Regions from separate parts of the Mus musculus genome. Here regions 1, 2, 3, 5, 6 and 7 are each linked to region 4. A link is a contact called in public Hi-C, HiChIP or PLAC-seq and promoter capture Hi-C data. All regions are on one chromosome and are shown on one strand. Each heading gives the region's core, a stretch centred on a gene start, on an enhancer-like site or on the middle of the called end of the contact. The rest is flanking DNA. Distances are from core to core; before and after follow the strand shown.

Region 1 (2,700 bases), core at 39-2,538, 1.4 Mb before region 4:
CTACCTAATACTAGAGTACATGGTCTTAAACAGAGGACAAACCTTTTATACCATAAAGGAAGAAAAACACTCAGTGGGACTTTTATTGAATTCACAAGGACACGGAAAAAACCTCCCTCCCTCCCTCGCTCCTCGTGCTTTGTACTGCTGGATGCATTTCCATCACTGCTGCCACAGGCTTAAACAATATCCATTGATGACCTCATGGTTTCCATGTGGGCTTGGGCCCAGCCGAGACAGCTGGTTGTTTCAGGGCTGCAACCCAAGTCCATTCAAGTCGCTGGCACAACTCAGTTCCGTATGGCTGTAACACTGGTCCCAGACTAGCTGTCAGCCTGGGGCCACCCTTAGCTCCCTGCCCTTTTTTTTCCTCTTCCAAGAAGCCACAGCAGGTGGAGTCCTTCTCCTCTGTGAACCCCCTGAGCCCCTCGCCAGCCTTCCTATTTTAGAGTTCCCTCTTTAACCAAATTCCTTCTCTCTCTCACACGGAGATGATTCACAACCTTAACTTCAAATTAAGTGACAATACGTTTTGTCTGACGTACGAGTAGAGGCTTTTTGTGGCGGATAAGTTTTTCTCTAATGTGAATACCCTTGGGTAGAAGTGGTCAAAACTTAAACCCCTGTCCCGGAGCTTAAATGCTGTTCCCTCTTTTTTAGATAAAGGGGATGTGTCTCAATCTAGACACAGAGCTGAAAAAGTAAAACAGAGAGAAAAACAGATCCGGATCCAAGGAAACTGTCCGGAGCCCGTGTCCGAGAAACTTTGGTTTTCCCCAGCAACTCGCACCTGCGGCGTGGCCGGGGGTTTGAGGCGTTATCTTGTTTATTTTTAACTTTCTCCCCCAACTCCCCTCGACGGCTCGACCACCTTACGGGGATTACCCGGTACTCGCCCCGCAGCATCAACTGTCGGGAGGGCAGATGCGCAGCACACAGGGGCTTAGGGACCAGACCCGGGTGGCAGGGCCACGGCGGCGCTGCCCCGGCCGGCTTCTGAGCCCAGGGCCAGCCCCGCTGCCGCTGGCTGGGGTGCGCAGGTGACGGCGACAGCCTGGCCTTTTATCCGCACGCGGAATCTCGCAGCCCGGCCCAGTACCCCCGCACCGCACCGCACCGAGCCGAGCCATGCCGGGCCACGCCGCGGGCGACTATGGGGAAGAGGACAGGAAGGCGGCGCCGCCTGACTCACGCTTATACTCGGCCATCAGCCTCTTCAACGCCGTCCCCGCCATACCGCGGAACCTGCGTTCAGCAGCCTCGCCACATCCGCGCCGGTCCCGCCCGCCCGCTCCGACGCCCACGACTGCTTCCGGGTCGCGGGCTCCGGGCGCAAATGCATCCGGGGCGCGCGCGGGTGACGTGGCGCACCCGGGTGCTTCAGACAGGCTCGCTGGGGTTCGCCTCGCGCTCCCCGGGTAATGGCCCGGGTCGACGGAGCTCGGCTTCCAGAATCTTCTCGGCCGGCCACACCCTCAGCATTGAAGGTTTCCTACGCCGCCGTGAGGCTTTGCGCAGCTCGCCCTGCGGCCCTTTAGTCTTGAAAAATAGTGCGAGAGCTAATGGCTCATCATGGATTGTTCCTGAATGAGACTCATGTCCTTGCGCTTGGGCTCGCCCCTCAGAAGTGGCTGTCCAGATCGTGAAACTTTCCCCTTGTAGGCATGAATGTCCTAGAACTCATTATTTAGCCCAGGCCGGCCTCGAATTCACAGAGATGCCACCTGCCTACCTCTGTCTCCCAAGTGCCACTACACCTGGTTTTTGAGGCCCAGGTGATTTGAGATGACACTTCTAGCAAGAGAAAGAGTACCTTGGTTTCACAAAGGAAGGATAAAGTTCCCGGGCCATATCCCATCCTCTCTGGCCAAAAAAACTCAGACTCTGCCAAGTAAGCTGTACTTCCTCATCATACGGAACTGCCAGATAGATGCTTGGTATTTTCTTAGGTGCACCACTGCCTTCGCTAAGTGGACATGAGGGATACAGCTCGGGACGTGGCTCTCCGAAAAAAGGGGCTTTCAGGACTAGGTGTAGGGACAAAGAGAAAGTTCCTGCTGGGACCCTGAGTATAAGAAGCTGAACTCAAAAGATTTGAGGCATTAGATTCATCACATTTGTCGTTTTAAAAAAGAATATTAAGGGGGCTGAAGAGATGGCTCAGCGGTTAAGAGCACTGACTGCTCTTCTGGAGGTCCTGAGTTCAAATCCCAACAACCACATGGTGGCTCACAACCATTTGTCACGAGATCTAATTCCCTCTTCTGGTGTCTGAAGACAGCTACAGTGTACTTACATACAATAAATAAATCTTTTAAAAAAATATATTAGAGCCAGGCAGTGGTGGTGCACACCTTTAATCCCAGCACTTGGGAGGCAGAGGCAGGCCGATTTCTGAGTTCGAGACCAGCCTGGTCAACTGAGTGAGTTCCAGGACAGCCAGGGCTACACAGAGAAACCCTATCTTGAGAAAGAAAAAAAATATTAGGATGCTACTCCAATTACATGTAAGGTTAAAAAAAAAAAAAATCCCACACGCATAACCCTCCCAAGCATGCCCCACCCACAAGTCAAAAGGAGGCCTCGAGGACACACTGCTCCTCCTGCTGTTGCCTGTAGAAGCATAAGTTAGTCTAACACATCCAAATGATGTGGCAGCCCCGATTCCCTGCGACAGTTTGAATGTGAGTCGTGCCCACA
Region 2 (2,700 bases), core at 127-2,626, 1.3 Mb before region 4:
GGCAGGGCAAATGCTTTATGGTCAGCATTTGAGAGGCAGAGGCAGGCAGACACCTTTAAGTTCAAAACCAAGCTGGGCGTGGTGGCACACGCCTTTAATCCCAGCACTAGGGAGGCAGAGGCAGGCGGATCTCTGAGTTCAAGGCCAGCCTGGTCTACAGAGTGAGTTCCAGGACAGCCAGGGCTACACAGAGACACACTGTCTCGAAAAAACAAACAAAAAAGTTCAAAACCAGCCTGAACCCAGTCTCAAACAACAAAAAAAGGCGAGTTTTGGGATACAGGATACGGTAATGTAAATTTATGCAAATTCCTTGTAAAGACTAGCCGTTTTAAACATCAGCTATCTCCCTATAGAATGTCAAGGAGTAGAATCCTTACACCTAACACGTGGTGGTTGGTAACAGGTGAAGGTTCGTGCCCCCCCCCCTCCCCCCAGTATCGCAGCAGACACCCTTGAGACACTGGGAAGGGTCCTGGGTCTCCACAGGCTCCCCAACACTCTGCCTGGCATAAAGTCCTTACTGGAGAATCTAGCCCCAAGTTCCCCGGGGCGGCCAGGGTCAGCTCCTTTAGTCACCCTCACCAAGGTAGCAGGAGTGAGGCAGTCCCAGACCGGTCCTAGGCATACCTGGGAGCAGATAAGAAACTTAAACAGAGAGACGCGACAACTGGCAAAAGGTCACAAAGAGAAAACACACCGTGACAGGCTAGAGTGTAAAGACACCTTGAGAGAGCCTGAGCTAACAAAAATACTCTCTTGCAGCGCCTCATCAACTCTAGCGAGCGTACAAAGGTCAAAGTTGACCAAGCCTCAGTCTTGGACACAACTTGTCAGCTCCCTGATTCCCCTCAAACAAAAACAGTGCTGGAATGCAGATGGTCCCCGAGATGCTAAGCAGGTGCCGAGGCGTCGGTTCCGACTAGCCGAGTCTTTCGTGCCTCAGGGCACGACGTTAACTTCCAGCAGAGGCTGGCTGCCTTACCCAGCTTCAAGGGAGGGCGTGAGCGCAGAGGCAGCCAAGCCCGCGGGCTGGACTCCGCCCTGGATCCGACCCGGCCGCCCTCCTCCTACTCCTCGGCCCCTAGGCCCACGGGCCTTACCCACTCTCGGAGGTTCCTGCGCGGAGGCTCCGGACAGAAGCAACAGCAGCACGGCACCGAGGAGCATCACCCAGTGCGGCGTCAGCCCAAGGTTAGCAGGCGCCATGGTGAGTGCGTCGTCGGCGGGGACCTCAGGCGACTCAACTCCAACGCCGAGCTAGGATGTTTCCACAGTAAGCGCTCCGCCTCCGTAAGCTAGCCAGACGGGCGGAGCTTGCGAGTGCGCAGCCGCTGGCTCCGCCCCCTGACCTCCGCCCGCCTACGGGCGCAGCTGAGGCTTAGCACGCCTGCGCGCTGCTGGAACTGCGGGGAGGGAGCAATAACCGGAGCGTCAGAGCAGCGCGCGTGCGTAGTAGACTACTAGGCTGGGCAGTGGACAGCGAAGCTTTGCCACTTGCTCTGGAATGGAGCTGCTGGACTCTGAGGCGGGTTCTGAGGCTCAGCTGCTCTGCCTAACACAACTGCTCTGTAGCCGCCAACCCTTGGAAACCTCTGCCAGTCCTGTTAATTCTCTGCCAGAGCCGTATGCGTGTCCAGAGGGCAGGTTTTGTGGATTTACGTTAAAACAGCATCCAAGCTGTCTCGAACTTGTTACTGAAAGGCGTTTAAATCACTGAGGGAATGTGGAGGGTGTAGCTTAGATGGTAGAATTGCTTGCCTGGCAACCAATGCATGCACAAAGCCTCCGAGTTCCATCCTCAGAACCTCACAAATGAGTCGTGATAACACACACCTATCATCTCAGCACTTGGGGGTGGAGCATTGGAAGGATCAGAAGTTCAAGGTCTTCCTTAACCAATGAGACCCTGACTCAAAGAAAACAAAACAAATCCTTATTGATAGTGACTGGGGACGCAAACTTGAAGACACAGGAGCTTTGAGTAAGAGGGTACCTTCCCTGCTTGATTGTGCATGAACCAGAGACCTAGATAGCCAGACACCAAAAAGATCAATGCGGGACTCTGGATCCCAAGTTTCTCGACTCATTAAAGACCCAGACTCCAGTAGGAGTAAGCAAAATAGGATACAAGCTTGAGCCCACCAGCTTTATGTCCATTTGATACAAGCTAGTTATGACTGTAAGTGTTGCAACTCTGAAGGGAAAGGCTTGAAGCGTTCCAGCTCCACTCCTGGTGCTGCGGCAGAAGGTTTTCCCAAAGGAAGTATAACAGTTCTGCTGCAGGAGGGGGTTCCCATGGAAAGTGTCACAGGTCTGCTCTGCAGAGGAAGACTTCTCCAGCCAAAGTGTAACAATTCTGCTTTGCCAGAGGGAGGCTTTCCCCAGTGAAAGCGTTACAGCTTTACTTCGGCCAGGCAGGTTTTCCCCAGCCAAGTTCTGTTCCGGGGAAAATGTTACAGCTCTGCTAGAGAGGCTTCCTGGCAATTGGGAGCCAAGGAATACCACAAAGTCACACGACACATGAGGCACACAAGAGATTTATGGAGAGGGAAAAAAAGCAAACAAACAACAGCAACAACAACAACAAAAACAGGAGGGCAGCTAATTCTGCTAGGGTGAAAAGCAGCAGAGAACGAAGCCAAAGGCAGAGCTTATATAGGATTTCTTGGGGGTGGGGCTTCCCGTGGAGATTTCCAG
Region 3 (2,782 bases), core at 205-2,704, 1.0 Mb after region 4:
TCGTCAATTGCTTATATTATCCCAGTACAAGGAAAGGACAAGAGAAAAAAAAAAAAAAGAGTCTGTACAGAATTCAGCACAGGCGTATTGCTTTTCAAACTCTTTCCATTCCTGACATATTGAAAGAGGACCAACCGAACGGTGCCTTTAATGCCTATGCAACAACGCTGGTGCCTCATTCCAAACCTTTAGATAGAACTGTTGTTGCCTGTAGTCCACAGCTGATTTCACCTCAAGATTTAGCTTCCTGAATGACAAGAAGCCTTCCTGGGCTCCGCGATTTGTTTTTTGTTTTGTTTTTGTTTGTAGTTTGAGACAAGGCCTTACTCTGCAGCCCAGTTGGAGCTCATCCAGCCTTGGCCTCGGGATTACAGGTGTAGGCCAAACTTTACGATTCTCTGTCATGACAGTCAAAGGGTGCCCCCTCACCCCGCCGCACTTTAGGACTGATCTTCAAGAGAGTGAAAACAAAAACAAAAACAAAACAAAAAACAAACAACAAAAAAACCCAAAACAAAACAAAACAAAAAATCAAGGATGCCTGCATTTGAATGATCACAGAAATTTTTGTTTGGTTTTAGGCGGCTAAGCCCACCAGAAACCGATTTCTTTTCTAGTGTTCTCTGGGGTATCGCCACCATCTATCTATCTCTCTCTCTCTCTATCTCTCTCTCTCTCTCTCTCACACACACACACACACACACACACACACACACACACACACAAGCCTCTAATGAAAATGCACACACACACACACACGCCTCTAATGAAAATGCAGCATTTCTTCAACAACACACAGAAACATCCACATCCAATCTGACATAATTAGCCAAGTCTCAAGAATAAAGAACACTGCCAGCTTCCAACAGCCAGGTCCTAACACTGCAGGGCGCAGCCTTCGGGGGACCTCCGCTCCTGCTCCCCACCCTCAATGCACCAGATGGGGAGGCAACCTGTCCCAGCCCAGGGCAAGGAACTAGGATGAATGCCCGGTCTCTCCCGACACCACAGGGAACACAAGCACCAGGGTCGCACCCAGCCTCTCCGCAGGGATGAGACCCCCAGCCAGCTGGGTACCACGCCAGCCTGGGTTCCCGGGGGATCTGCGGGGCAAGCTGTGAGGTCCGCCCGGGCAGGAGACGGCGCAGGCGCGGGATGGCTGGGGATGGGGGGGGTGACGAGGGGGGACAGCGCAGGCGCGGGGCCGCCAGGGTCTGCGGGGCCGCCCGGGCCTGGCCGCGCGGGCGGCGCTGAGGAGACGAACGTGCCCGCGGCACAAGCGGAGAAGACCCTGCCCCGGCTCTTACCGCGCGGCACCGCCTCGCTCACTCGCTGGCTCCGGGCTGGGGCCGGGCGGCGAGCTCGCCCGGTGGCGCGGCCCGGTCCGTTGAGTCCGGCCTCAGGGCAACAGCCAACCCCACGGCGCCGCTCCCTCGGCCCGCCCTGTCTCCCTTGCGGCTCCCGCCCTCCGCCCGCCCCTTATCCACCGGTGCCGCCCCCTTCTACTCCCCGCGCATGTGCCGTGATCGGCGCCTCCCTGGGCTGCTACTGCGCAGGCGCCAGCTGTCACACCTCCTCTTCGCGCTGAGTTCTGGACCGCGCACGCGCTGTGCTAGTCGGCGGTGCAACTAGATAACTGCAGTCTTTTGTGCTGGAAGTGCTCCTAGTCTCTCGTTTTTCCTCCAAGGCAAATAGGTCCGCTCTGGTTGAAATGTATGTTTACAGTGTGCTGAACCCGACAGTTGAGAAAAATGCACATGCCAGGCACCCATTATGTTCCCAGCACATGAGCAACACCGGTCCCTACTCCACCCATTAAAGGGAACAAGATCACTAGCATTATAAAGTTAAAGAGTTCTATAAGCTTATGTAATTCCTGTGTAGTTTTTATTTTACTTTTTAAATTTGTAAATGGCTCTATTACTATAATAAAAGCACCATGACCAAAAGCAACCTGGGGAGGAAAGGGTTTATTTGGCTTACAACTCCCAGGTCACACACCATCACTGAGAGAAGTCAGGGCAGGAACTCAAAGGAACCTGAAGGCAGGAACTGAAGCAGAGAAGCTTTGGAGAAACACAGATTGTTGGTTTGCTCCTCATGCCTTGCTCAGCCTGCTTTCTTATATCATCCAGGATCCCCTAGGGGGTCACACCACATCCTGGTGAGCCTGGCCTCTCCCACATCAATCATTAACCAAGAAAATGCCCTATAGATTTGTATATAGGCAATCTAACAAAGACATTTTCTCAACTGAAGTTCCTCTTCCCAGATAATGGTAACTTAGATCAAACTGACAAGACCTAGCCGGAACATTATTCTTTGATGTTTTCTTTTTAAGAATTTAATCTCTGATTCACTGGGCATAGTGGAACATGCTTTTAATATCAGCACTCAGGAGGCAAAGATGGATCATCTCTGTGAGTACCAGGCCAACGTGGTCTATATAGCCAATTCCAGGCCAGCCATTGCCACATGGTGAGACCCTGTCTCAAATAAATTAGCAAATAGATAAATAAATAAATAAATAAATAAATTTAAAGATTTTGTATATGGATATTTATGTATATGAGTACACCGTTGTTGTCTTCAGACACACCAGAAGAGGATGTCAGATCTCATTATACATGGTTGTGAACCACCATGTGTACACAGGTTGCTGGGAGCTGAACTCAGGAGCTCTGGAAGAAGCCAGTGCTCCTAACCATCTCTCCAGCCCCCCCCTAAATAAATAAATAAATATCTCTGAATGCATTTCTAAGAAAATTTACATGCCTCAAAA
Region 4 (2,801 bases), core at 271-2,770:
CTCAACCTGTAGACCAAGCTGGTCTTGAACTCTGAGATCCGTCTGCCTCGGCCTCCCAAGTGCAGTGAGTCCCCTGGAGCTGGAAGTTACAGGTGGTTTGTGAGCAACCTAACATAGGTGCTGGGAACCAAACTTGGGTCTTCTACAAAAACAGTAACTGCTCTTAACTGCTAAGCCACCTCCAGCCCTTACAAAGCCACATTCTTTATTCAGCCACCACAGGTACCCTTTCCTATGTTAGGTTAGCAAGGGTGGATCCTAGTGCCTGGAGCCTGAGCTTCGTGGCACCAGCAGGCTTTCAAGAATAGGTCTCAGGCCTGCCACACTGGGGGCTCTGAGGACAGTTTTTTCTGCCTTGGAAGATTGTGGGAAACTCTTTTCAACCTGTGGCATCCTGGCTCAGAGCTTCAGCCCTCTTCATCTGGTGGAAATGGAAAACTGGGCAGATTTAAAAAAAGGACCAGGTCCTCACACAGACAGACCCATCCCTTGGCTGCAGTTCATTGTGCGACTCCACTGAACCGATGGACTGAAGGCACAACAGGTGTGGTTTGCACAAGCCTTGCAAGCCCTGAGATGCCTCACAGCAGGTTTGGAATGATTGATTATGTTATGAGCTGTGGTGTTTCTACTGCACGAACCGAAGCATGATGGTTTAATTATAGAAAACAAAGAATTTTAATATTTCCCTATCATTCCTCAGCATGTATTAGAGTGTCTAGATTATATTGGACAAACGCATCCACCTAATTAGTATGCAAATCTGCTTTTGTCTCTAGTCAGTGGTAAAATTGTGTGTATGCCGAGTTTTACAATAAATTCTTTTCTGATTCACTTATCAGTAAATGTTTGATTCGTATGCCTATTTTAGATACCTAGAGTCGCTGAAAAACTTTCTGAGTAGGATGGGATTGCTAGTGGAGAAAGCTTAAGAAACCTTGCTTAGGGTCACCTGATGTCAGTGTCATTGCTCCTCCGCCCCCAACCCCTTCAGCACAGGATCTTCAGGACTTGGGGTCTCTGGTGTGTTTCGTGTCTCAGTAGCTATGTTGGTTCCACGATCAAAACTTAGTCCAAGATACTGTAGGGGGGTCCCATTCTGCAGAAGCTGATTCAGATCAAAACTAGGTTATTAAGCATTCGGAGAAGGGCATCAAACACACCGGCAGTCCCAGGTACACTCAGGACAGCGCTAGTACGCACTCCTGCTTCAGCCTGCCAATTGTTGCCTCGGTTCGAATCCGCTGGGGGCGCGGTCTACACCACCTGTGGCCTCCAACCCGGAGTCCAGTCTTCCCACAGATCTCCCGGTAAGTCGATCCTTACACTTTCTCACCTGCGTCTTGCAGCCTTAAGGCCCAATGCGACCGGCCGGAAGCAGGGACAGAAAATGCGCTTGCGCTGAGTGACAAGCTCTTAGAGAAAACCCCTGTCTCAAGACTATCTACAGCTACCAGCACCGAGTTTATACACACTGCGCTTGCGCAGGACACCCAGGCCTGGGCGGGGCGTGCTCTTCGGCCAGCTGGAGTGCTCCGCGCTTGCGCAGGTCCAGGGCGGCGGCTCAGGCTTCGGGTGGGCATCGTCTGTTCCTTTCTGGTATAGCCTAGAATTCAGCGGAGAAACGCGGCTGAGGTAGGTTTCTTAATGGACAGCTTAGACATCTGGATCGCAAGTGAGGCAGGGCAAGCTAGGCAAAAGGTCTTCCCTGTGCATGTCTCCAGCGCACTGAGGCCTCCGCCCCCTCTGGAGGCTTTAGAGTGCCCTCTCGAAGGTTCTATTCCAGCTACCCCCTCCCCTTTTCTCAGCACCGTCCGCCCTCTTCGCTCTCCTTTCGCTGCACCTCTCAATTCCCCCTGCGCACCTCCGCTGGCTCTTAGAGCCACGCCCTTCCAGGACCACGCCCACCTGCCTTCTGTATCCCGAGCCACATCCCCCATGCCTCTATATTCTTGGCCTCTATGGCCTCATCTGCTTGGCCTGGAGAACCCTCCAATTCATTGTCTTTCTTCCTCCGGGCACCCTCCCAGGCTTTTCACTGAAAATATAATTGTAAATAATTTGTGATTCTAATTATTACGAAGTAAGTATGAAGTCCAGATCTGGACGCACAACAGGCGTTTAAACAAAGAATCGATGTAATCTCAGAGCCAGTTAGGGTTACATTGCCCCTGGGGGTAAAAAAATAGAATTAAAGAACAGGAGGGTGTCGGGCATGGGGATTTCAGTTCTGCCTGTGGGTTAGGTCAAGTACTGGGCAAGGTGTTTTAATTTGAGTTTAAGCTATTAAGTGTTCCTAAAAAAAATGATACTGATTTATTCTAAGTAAAAAGAGGCTTCATAAATATCTCTTAAAAAAGGAGACTTCAGAGGAATAAATCTAGCATATTAAAGGAAGCACACAGCATTTGGATTTTTTAATTTAAAAAGCCCTCTAATGAATTGTGATGATAAAACGCCAATCCTGTTCCATTCTTAACACATACAGTAAACTGTAGCCGTGAAATGAGATTACTGACCAGGCAGTGTAACACTTTGTGCTTCTCTCTCTTCTTTCAAGTAGGCATGGGAGAGAAACTGAAGTAAAGCCCCAGTTATGAGACATGATCATATTGAACTATGGAGGCACCAGGAGAAGGTCCCTGCAGCGAGTCACAGGTCATCCCGGTTCTGGTACGTAAGAGCCACGTGTAATGATCATACAGAGGAACAGTACCAGCTTACAGGGGTGATGTCACTCTCCTTGTCTCTCAAGGTCCTGGCTCACAGGAGGATGCTTGAATTTAGAGAACGTTGAGGCA
Region 5 (2,800 bases), core at 85-2,584, 1.4 Mb before region 4:
AGCTTGGACCACAAAGGAACCTTGTCTAAAAAAAAAGGGGGGGGGGCCGCTGTGGGGGTGTGGAGAGAGTAAGTAACTCACTGGTAGAGCATCTGCCTAGTGGACAACAGCCCCTGGGCTGCGTCACCAAAATATAACATATAACCCTCTGTCTCCACTAACCCGAGGCAGAAGGCATGGCCACTCCAGTACACACCAGGCATTCACTTCCTGCCTAACCGCACCAAAAGGTTACAACTCTTGTTGTAGTTACCAGCTACAAAATATAATAAAGTAAGTTGTCTACTCTTGGCACAGGGCGAACAGGTGCTCATTCAATATCCGGGATGGTGCAGGCAGGACCCAAGGCTGAGCTGAAATTAAAGGTAAGGACCTCGCAGGCAAGATATTTCTGGGCTCGGCTGCTGAGCATGGTACCATGGCATTAGTCCAGATGCTTGCCCTGCTCCTGGGGTCTCTCACCTGAGCCAACACAGTGGTCATCTCCAGGCCAGTCAAGAGCACAGAATGCCAGGCTCCAACGTTTATCTCCCGTTGGATAAAACTGCCCCCAGCAGGGCAGGTGAGTGTGGGAAAACTGTTCAATTTGAAATGGGCAACCCTGGCCTTCCCACGCACCAACTGCCGAGACCACGGCGATGGAGTGGAAGGGCATGCGGCCGGGCGAACATTGGAAGCCCGGAGCGGCCAGCCTTGCTCTTACTCCGGTGCAGCTCTCACGAGCGCCCGCTGAGCCTCACGCGCAGCACCACGCGTGCAACTGTGCGCACGGCACGCGAAAGGATGGCCGCGTCAGGGAGTGAGGCCCTTGCGAACCAAGAACCAGCACCCAAGTTCCGGGTTCTCGAGCCGTGGGCGGGGCTACACCCGGGGCGGGGCTACCCCGGAGGCGGAGCCTTGGTGTGGCGGGAGGCACAGCCGGGGGTGGGGCTAGCGCGCTGCCCGGGGCGGAGTGCAATGCTGGTGGGGGAGGGGCGCGGGTCGGTGGGGGAGGGGCGCTGAGGCTCGGGCGCGGCCCCGCGGGCCCTTTTTGCGCGCGGCCCGGCCTGCGTTCCGCGGAATCTGCTGCGGCTTGCGTACCGGGCTTACCTTGGGCTTCTCTTCCGACATGGTTGCGCAGCGACGGCGGCGGCAAGCGCAGCGGGAACCGGTGGCACTGGAGCGGGCGAGTCACGCTCTCTGCCCCGCCGCTCTCCCGCCGCAACTGTCGCGGGGCCGCGCTTTATCCCTAAATCCCGGCGCGCTGGTTGGTCGCGCGGAGTCACGTGGTCGGGCGCGTGCACGAGGCGCGCGCCCCGCGCCGCGGGTGCGCGCTGGCCAGCCGCGATTCAGGACGGTTGCGAATGCGTCACGGGGCGGGTCAGGCGCCCGGGTGCGCGCAGAGCCCCGGGGACGCGCGACTCAAGGTCCTAGGCCCAGAGACCCCGGATGTGGGTGCAAGACTGCGCGTCCACGCAGGGAGGCACGGGAGGAGTGGGGGCGCTGTGTGCTAGGTCAGGACCCAGAGGAACGTTTTGGCCCAACCAGTAGCCTCTTCACCACCCACATTTGGGGACTTTTTCTTATATGCAGGCTGCATTTGGGTAAGAGAGGGCAAAGAAACTCAGGCTAACCCTTTCAGGTGGTCCGGAAGACGAATAAGGAGGTTACCAGGCATGGTTTATGGACCACACACTCCTGGAACAGGCCTCTGGCCTTTAATTTGAATGTCACAGGAGGGCTCATGTCTAGAAAAGGCATCCTTTGAGGACACAGAGGATGGCTTCTGTTGGCCCAGAAAGCCAGCACATGCTCCCATTTCATCTTTTTTCATTTGATTTCCTGGATGGGGTGGACCAGCCTCCACAAGGGCCATTCCCAAGATGGCTCTCCAGAAGGACAAGCTCTTCCCCTTCATTCTCACTATCTAGCTGCCTTTCTCCCTCCTTACGTAGTCCCAAAGTAACCACTAGGTGGCTTGGGTGGGTGAGAGTGACAGGCACAGAAAGCTTCCCTTCTGACCTACCATTTGCTGTTTCTGGAATGCTATTGTGGACACTAATAACCCATTTTACACAGCACACCAAGATGCCTAGAAGTTTAATAACATGCCCAAGGAGTCAACTAGATAAGCAAAACAAGGGAAGCTTGAGCTGGAAGATCCATCGGGAGCCCTGGCTAAGGGGTCAAGAGTGTCCTTTCCTTGTATCTTGGCGTGAGTTTTTAGAATGCAGCCCACAGGCCCTCTGTGTCTGTCTGCTAACACCTGCAAATCAGGCCAGTCAGGGCTGACACAGTCACCCACAGTCGTCTCAGGAAGGTGTTGATTGGCCGTGTTCCAGGACCACACAGCAGCCTCCAGAGAAGTGGCGCTCTGTTTGACAGAAGTATGTTTCTGTTCCAAGGAAGGGCCAGCAGACAAGTATCCCCACTTCCTGGTAATACTGCAAAGCTACTAAGCCAAGTGTCTGTGAAGCCAACCTTTTTTAGCCTTTCCCCTGTACACATGACCTTTCTTCGAGAAGTTTGTCAAGGTCTTCCACAAGGACGCATTTGGAACTCATCCCACACCCAGACCAGACCAAGGTATGGATTTTCCTCAAATACAGATCATGGTCATCCTTAGCTGAACATATCTCTGGAATGTCCAGCTCAGACTGTGTAACTGGGAGACAGGACTCCAGAAACCAGGCTGACTGAAGCAGTTGTTGGAGATCAGAGCACACCTTCCCTCCACTATTAGCTGTGAGTGACTCGGGGCAGGCAGTGTTCAGACCACAGTGTACCACCAGCTCTAAGATGCCAAGCATTATAAAGTGTT
Region 6 (2,700 bases), core at 9-2,508, 1.2 Mb before region 4:
GCCAAACCACAGCCATTATGAGAAGCAACGAGAGCTAGCTTACTAACAGTAGGTAACACATGACATAAGGGAGTGAGGTCATCTATGAAGCAGAGATGAACCAAACCAGCTGAACACTGCATAAAAGCTGCTATTCATCAGACTTACAAACCATGACTTTAAGTTACTAAGTTCTGGGGTAGTGTGATACCTAGAAACAGACACATTTGTCCTTGTGCACATACTTGTATGTGAAGCTTGACATCCTGGTAGGTGTTCCAAGAGTGATGATCTCTACTTACTTGCCAACAAGTGCACCCGTAGGCACTGCCTGGTGCCCACCTTTTAGGCAGGCTGAAGAATTCATTGAGTGGCTAGCTGGTCCAAAGGACATGTTTTTGTGATGGAAGCAGATGTGGACCGGCTACAACACTACTCCTGTGGTCAGTTCATGCTTCCGATTCTGGACCTCTCCAGGCCCCGTTCTGGGCATAGCACCCCAGGTTAAGACAATCTGGCGAGGAACCACACAAGTTGTTGACCACATCTTGGATGCTCGACACAGTACTTTACCTACCTGCACTTGTCTTTTACTAGACCTTTTTCTTTTTAAACAAACGTGGAAACAGACAATGCAAGCACAAGACACATCTGGTATGCCTAAGAGGTGGCAGAGCCTGAACTTGACCCTGGGGTCTAGGTTAAAAACCGGCCATCATTTCTAGTGACCACCAGTAGACACCCTGCTTCACAAAATCATGTCCCTGCTCCTCTCCCTACTTATTTTCAAGGTCTACGGAGGTGGGTGTCAGTGGCCAGGGCCAGCTCTCAAAACTGGACGAAGGCCCAGGGACGATTCTTGCGGGATGCCAGGGTACCACGTACGGGGTGTAGTAGGTCTTCAAGCGGCGGTCACAGTCGCACTTCAGTGGCTTCGCTCTGATTTTCCCTGCCCCATTCCCAGATCCCACAGGATCTCTAGGATCCTTGGTCCCACCTGTCCCCTTAGGTCCCATCCGAGGCTCCTGCCCGCGAGTTCGAGAACCCCGCCCCCGTCGATCTTCTCGGTGCGTGTCGGAGGCTCCCTTCCGCTTCGAGTCTCCCTAGCGACGCACGACCTGTTTTGGTTCTAACCGCTAACCCTCGCAGTTCCCGCCGCCGCGAGCGAGTCCGGACGTCGGCTCCGGGCAGGAGGCGCGCACGTCAGCGTGGAGCGCTGGCTCCACCCCTGCAAGCGAGCACGCGCGCGCGGCTGCGGCGGCTGGGGCGGGGCGAGCCGAGGGGGCGGAGCCGCCGGCGCCGAGGCTAGAGGCAGAGGCTGAGGCAGCGGCTGAGGCTGAGGTGGCTGAGGCTGAGGCGGCGGCGAGGGGCTCCTAGCTGGGGCCGCGGGGCTAGCCGAGGCCGCCGCAGCGCCCAGAGCCAGACGCCGGCAGCCCGCGGGCGCAGCGTGAGCGGAGGTAAGGCGGCGGGGACGCGGGCGGCCGCGTTTATGTAAGCGCGGGGCAGGTGGCTGAGGCCGCGCAGCGCCGGCGGCCGCGGACCTGACCACCGACCCCAGACCCTATGGTGCGGGGCCCGGGCCCGCGGCGAGCTGCGGGGTCCCTGGCGCATCCCGGGCGGCGCGCGGAGGGCGGGCCGCGGTCCTCTTGGATGCGCTGCGCTGCAGGAGGAGGCTGCGCCCAGGACGGCTCGTCCGCTCCTGGAGGCGCCGCGTCCGCGTGGGATGCGCTGCGCCGCGGCGAGCCGACCGTGCGCCTCTCGGACAGGAGGTTGTGCCCGCGGAGAGGACCCTGTACTCCAGGGAGGGGACCTGTGCCCATCAGAGAGGAGACTGCGCCCGGGGAGGGGAATGGTGTACCGGGCGGAGGGGACCTGTGCTCCGGGGAGGGGACCCTGTACCCCGGGAAGGGACCTTTACCCAGCACAGGGGACACTGCACACCGGGAGGGGGACCTTGTGCCCTGCAGAAGGAAAGCTGCGTCCGGGGATGGGGACCCTGTATCCTAGAGAGGGGACCTGTGCCCTGCAAAAGGAAAGCTGCGCCCTGAGAAGAGACACCCTGTGTCACTCTGAATCTGTGTCCGGGGATGGGGACCCTGTGCCCTGCAGAAGGGACCATGTGCTTGGTAGAGGAAAGGTTGAGCTCTGTATTCTGCAGAAGGGACCAGTGCCTAGCAGAAGGGAGGCTAAGCTCAGGCTGGGGGGTGGGAACCCTGTGCTCTGAGGAGAGGAAGCTGCACCAGGGGATGGGGACTTTGTGCCCTGCAGAAGGGACCATGTGCTCCGCAGAGGCGAGACGGCGCCCAGAGGAAGGGCACAGGGAGGGAACCCTGTGCCCTGCAGAGTATACTCTGAACTCCGAGGAGGGAGACCCTAACCCTATATCCCACAGAGGGAAAGCTACGCCCAGTGAGAGCATCTTGTGTCCTGCAAAGGAGACACTGCGCTCCCACGGGGTGGACACCGTAACCTAGGTGAGGCAGGCTGCTTTTTTGGTGGTCCATGCCCCTTCCGAGGGCTCAGAGCCCACATGGGCGCCGAGCGCCTGGGAGACGAAGTTCCGAGTACCCAGCGCGAGTACCCAGCGCGTCTGCTGTTTGTGGGAGCCATCTGGGACATTAGGGGTTGGAGGTGAATTTTGACGCGCACACATAGGCAAGAGGAAAATCACTGTGTGGTGTCTGTGTGCAAGGGAAATGTCAGATGGGGCTGTGGACGCTA
Region 7 (2,700 bases), core at 163-2,662, 1.3 Mb before region 4:
ACTGCAAAACTAGCTGTACAGTCCTCTCTAACTGCAAAACTAGTTTGCCAGGAGCCAGGGAAGCACGGGACACGCGCGCCCTCAGGCGGCAGGAAGAAGAGTTGAGGATTCTAAAAAATTAACTTTGTTGTCGTCGACTTGTGAGTTCCTTGGGGTGCCCTGGAACTGGCCTTAAGCAACTCATCCTCCATGGGGGAACCTGGGGTCCATCGGACAGCCCAGAGCACAGGAACACTGCTGAGGGTTGAGAAGGAGAAAACATTTAGGGGGTGGGGGGGTGGGGTGGGGATCTGTCCTAGGTAAAAGCCAGGCTAGCTTTCAGGGTGGCTCTGGCTGCCAGATCTTCTGGGGAGATGAACCAGGTTGTGAAGAGTTCAATGGACTTTATTCCCAGGTCATCTCAAAACAAGCTTGCGAAAGTAACTTTTATTCGCTTGATGTCCTTGTTGTCTCGGAGGCTTACTGCTGACTACGATCTCCTTTTCTAGCTCTTTCTGAACTCTTACTGGCTGATTCAATTCAGCTGTTCTGGCTCAAACGTCTCTTCAAGTCGCCTGATTCAATCTAGTTTGTCTCAGCTTCACATCTAGTGCACTGCTTGGCCTGCAGCCACTCACTCACTGTTCTAGATTGCTTTCTGTTGCTGTGATAAAAACACTTATCAAAGGCAGCGTGGGGAGGAAGGTGTTCTTTACATCTTACAGGTTGGATCTCATCGTCAGGGAAGGAGCAGGAACCTGGAGGCATCCCCTGATGAGAAACCGCATCGGAAAGATGCTTATTGGCTCTGCTCCCTGGCATGCTCTGCTACTTCAGCCACTGTGGGGCACCGGACTCCGCTTTGGGCTCACCTTCTCCCCACAAATCCCATCTCACTGTGGATCCCTAGCAGAGACGTCCCGGCATCCAGGATGCTCTCTACCCTAGAAGGGAAGAAGGCAGAAGGCCTCTACCCTGGCTGTGCCTGGGCCCAACTTTCTTTTGTGGCTCCAACTATAGCCCACTTTGGTTTTGTATTGTATTTTACAGGTGTCATTTGGGTGAAGAGCTGGAATTACCCTTCGTCCTTGCTTTCCTTAAGCAATACTGCACTGGGTGCACAGGGGCTGTTGGACACGGAGCCGACTGTGCAGGAAGACGGAGGCCGTTCGGTCCATCTGGTACCCATTTAAGTGGAATTGCAAAGTCCCCAACTCCAGGACCTGTTTTAAGGACGAAACGCCAAGCTGCACACATAGAGACCCGCATGAGTAAAACCGACGTGAACCTTTCTCCCTATTCTACCCCAGACGCGCGCGATAGAAACATGGCGTAACGTGCACCCGAGGCTTCAATAGTTTTACTTCCCTGGCTCTTGGCTGCAGCCACATCGCCACACGTCTAACGCGCTAGCGGGAGCGCGCGACGTAAGCACCGCAACTGCGCACGCGCTACGGGAGGCACTTCCGGGGACCGGCCGAACGCCGATCTACGCAGCCGCGGCTCTATTTCCGGCTGTCTGGGAGCACTTCCGGGAGGCTCTTCCACTAGTGAGGCGGCGTTGCTAACAGGCGGAAACCTCCAGGGAAGATGGGGAAAGTGAGGGCGCTGCGGGCTCGTGTGCACCGGGCGGCCGTGAGACCCGACGGGGATTCTGCACCGGGCCCTGTGCCCCGCGCCGTGGAGCCGGCGCTCCCACAATCCCCGGCGGGCGGAGCGGGGGCGAAGGTGAGGTGTGGGGCGCCGGTCGGGCCAGGTCTCTGCCGAGCCGGATCTCCAAAGATCAGGAGCCCTGGATGGTTGGGTGTCGCCTCTTCTGTGTGTGTTCCTGCCACTCTGGTTAGGGTCCTGACCCGGCCCACCTTTAGCCGTCATGCCTTCTCGGTTGGGGTGTGAGGCTCCAGAAGCGCTTCCATCTCTGGGGGAAAATATCCCACTACGCTCTGGAAATGTCGCAGGGCGCTGTCTGTCTGCCTCTGTCTATCTCTGTGTCTCAGTCTCTGGTGTGTGTTTGAGACAGGGTCTCTCTATGTAGCCCTGACTATTCTGGAACTCACGCTGTAGACCAGGCTGGCCTCGAACTCATAAGAGATTGACCTGCCCCTGCCTCCCACATGCTGGGGTTAAAGGCATGGCATGCACTTGTGTCCCTGGCGCTTGCTTGTTGCTTTGGCCTTTGGGATCTTATTTATTTTTATTTTACCTCATCTCATTCTTTCTTTATTCTTTTGAGACAAGGTTTCACCCTAGCCCCCCCCCCCAGCTTGTCACTCTCGTGCCCAGGCTGTAGCCCACTGTGCCCAGCTTTTATTTGTTGTTGTAGCCAAACTGAGAGCTTCTGTTTTCTCCCACACCCACACCCACGGGAGGTGCTGTGCAGTCATTGATTCGTGCAGCCATTGATTCTTATTTTTCCCATTTTTCTTTTAATTTGGTAACTTGGCTCAAATTTAAGCCTTGTGTTGACAGAGATTGTTTTTATGCCCCTTTGGTCAGCCGCGTCTTTGCCTCACTGGAAGGTTATGTGGTTGGTGTTCCTATTTTTGTTCCTCAGAGATGCCCAAGGACCAGTACTTAGAGGATTCCCTCTGCTCACTCCTGGGAGGGCCCATGCATACAGTTGTAAGCAGCAGTCATGCCTTATCTCACAGCTACTCTTGGATCTGCATGTGTTTGCAGGGAGGCTGTGCTCAGGCCCTGTGCTAGTGTGGCTCTACTCCC

The links. Promoter capture Hi-C pulls out the DNA fragments that hold promoters and counts their contacts. A called contact is a pair of places that touch in the nucleus more often than the background predicts. HiChIP or PLAC-seq counts read pairs in DNA pulled down with a chosen protein or histone mark. Capture Hi-C pulls out chosen DNA fragments and counts their contacts.
Region 1: a promoter capture Hi-C map of adipose tissue shows a contact between it and region 4, with 2.8 times the contacts expected there. The contact joins the promoter of Ube2g2 here to the promoter of Prmt2 in region 4. A contact is called at or near these places in 1 of 39 promoter capture datasets (the 3T3-L1 cell line), 1 of 115 datasets of contacts at active chromatin or transcription factors (embryonic stem cells) and 1 of 9 other capture datasets (adipose tissue).
Region 2: a promoter capture Hi-C map of pre-B cells shows a contact between it and region 4, with 4 times the contacts expected there. The contact joins the promoter of Pttg1ip here to the promoter of Prmt2 in region 4. A contact is called at or near these places in 3 of 39 promoter capture datasets (the C10 cell line, liver and pre-B cells).
Region 3: a contact with region 4 is called in a Hi-C map of CD8 T cells, with 3 times the contacts expected there. The contact joins the promoter of Specc1l here to the promoter of Prmt2 in region 4. A contact is called at or near these places in 3 of 39 promoter capture datasets (cranial neural crest, hippocampal neurons and pre-B cells) and 1 of 484 Hi-C or Micro-C datasets (CD8 T cells).
Region 5: a promoter capture Hi-C map of hematopoietic stem and progenitor cells shows a contact between it and region 4, with 2.4 times the contacts expected there. The contact joins the promoter of Sumo3 here to the promoter of Prmt2 in region 4. A contact is called at or near these places in 1 of 39 promoter capture datasets (hematopoietic stem and progenitor cells) and 1 of 115 datasets of contacts at active chromatin or transcription factors (astrocytes).
Region 6: a promoter capture Hi-C map of liver shows a contact between it and region 4, with 4 times the contacts expected there. The contact joins the promoter of Adarb1 here to the promoter of Prmt2 in region 4. A contact is called at or near these places in 2 of 39 promoter capture datasets (liver and pre-B cells).
Region 7: an H3K27ac HiChIP or PLAC-seq map of thymic regulatory T cells shows a contact between it and region 4, with 5 times the contacts expected there. The contact joins the promoter of 2810425M01Rik here to the promoter of Prmt2 in region 4. A contact is called at or near these places in 1 of 484 Hi-C or Micro-C datasets (CD4 T cells) and 1 of 115 datasets of contacts at active chromatin or transcription factors (thymic regulatory T cells).

Annotation. Positions count from the first base shown.
Region 1 is chr10:77,620,909-77,623,608 of GRCm38.p6, reverse strand. It overlaps Ube2g2 (ubiquitin-conjugating enzyme E2G 2), which reads right to left and starts at 1,288. Exons shown (of 6, transcript NM_019803.3): 1 at 1,193-1,288. The coding sequence starts at 1,235.
Region 2 is chr10:77,580,331-77,583,030 of GRCm38.p6, reverse strand. It overlaps Pttg1ip (pituitary tumor-transforming 1 interacting protein), which reads right to left and starts at 1,376. Exons shown (of 6, transcript NM_145925.3): 1 at 1,104-1,376. The coding sequence starts at 1,209.
Region 3 is chr10:75,210,745-75,213,526 of GRCm38.p6, reverse strand. It overlaps Specc1l (sperm antigen with calponin homology and coiled-coil domains 1-like), which reads right to left and starts at 1,454. Exons shown (of 16, transcript NM_153406.3): 1 at 1,308-1,454.
Region 4 is chr10:76,236,584-76,239,384 of GRCm38.p6, reverse strand. Prmt2 (protein arginine N-methyltransferase 2) reads left to right here and starts at 1,520. Exons shown (of 11, transcript NM_133182.3): 1 at 1,520-1,635; 2 at 2,564-2,673. The coding sequence starts at 2,620.
Region 5 is chr10:77,604,631-77,607,430 of GRCm38.p6, reverse strand. It overlaps Sumo3 (small ubiquitin-like modifier 3), which reads right to left and starts at 1,334. Exons shown (of 4, transcript NM_019929.4): 1 at 1,090-1,334. The coding sequence starts at 1,110.
Region 6 is chr10:77,416,831-77,419,530 of GRCm38.p6, reverse strand. Adarb1 (adenosine deaminase, RNA-specific, B1) reads left to right here and starts at 1,258. Exons shown (of 11, transcript NM_001024837.2): 1 at 1,258-1,436. It overlaps Gm17769 (predicted gene, 17769), which reads right to left and starts at 1,155. Exons shown (of 1, transcript NR_027377.1): 1 at 1-1,155.
Region 7 is chr10:77,514,610-77,517,309 of GRCm38.p6, reverse strand. 2810425M01Rik (RIKEN cDNA 2810425M01 gene) reads right to left here and starts at 1,412. Exons shown (of 1, transcript NR_163865.1): 1 at 369-1,412. Fam207a (family with sequence similarity 207, member A) reads left to right here and starts at 1,497. Exons shown (of 6, transcript NM_133998.3): 1 at 1,497-1,707. The coding sequence starts at 1,570.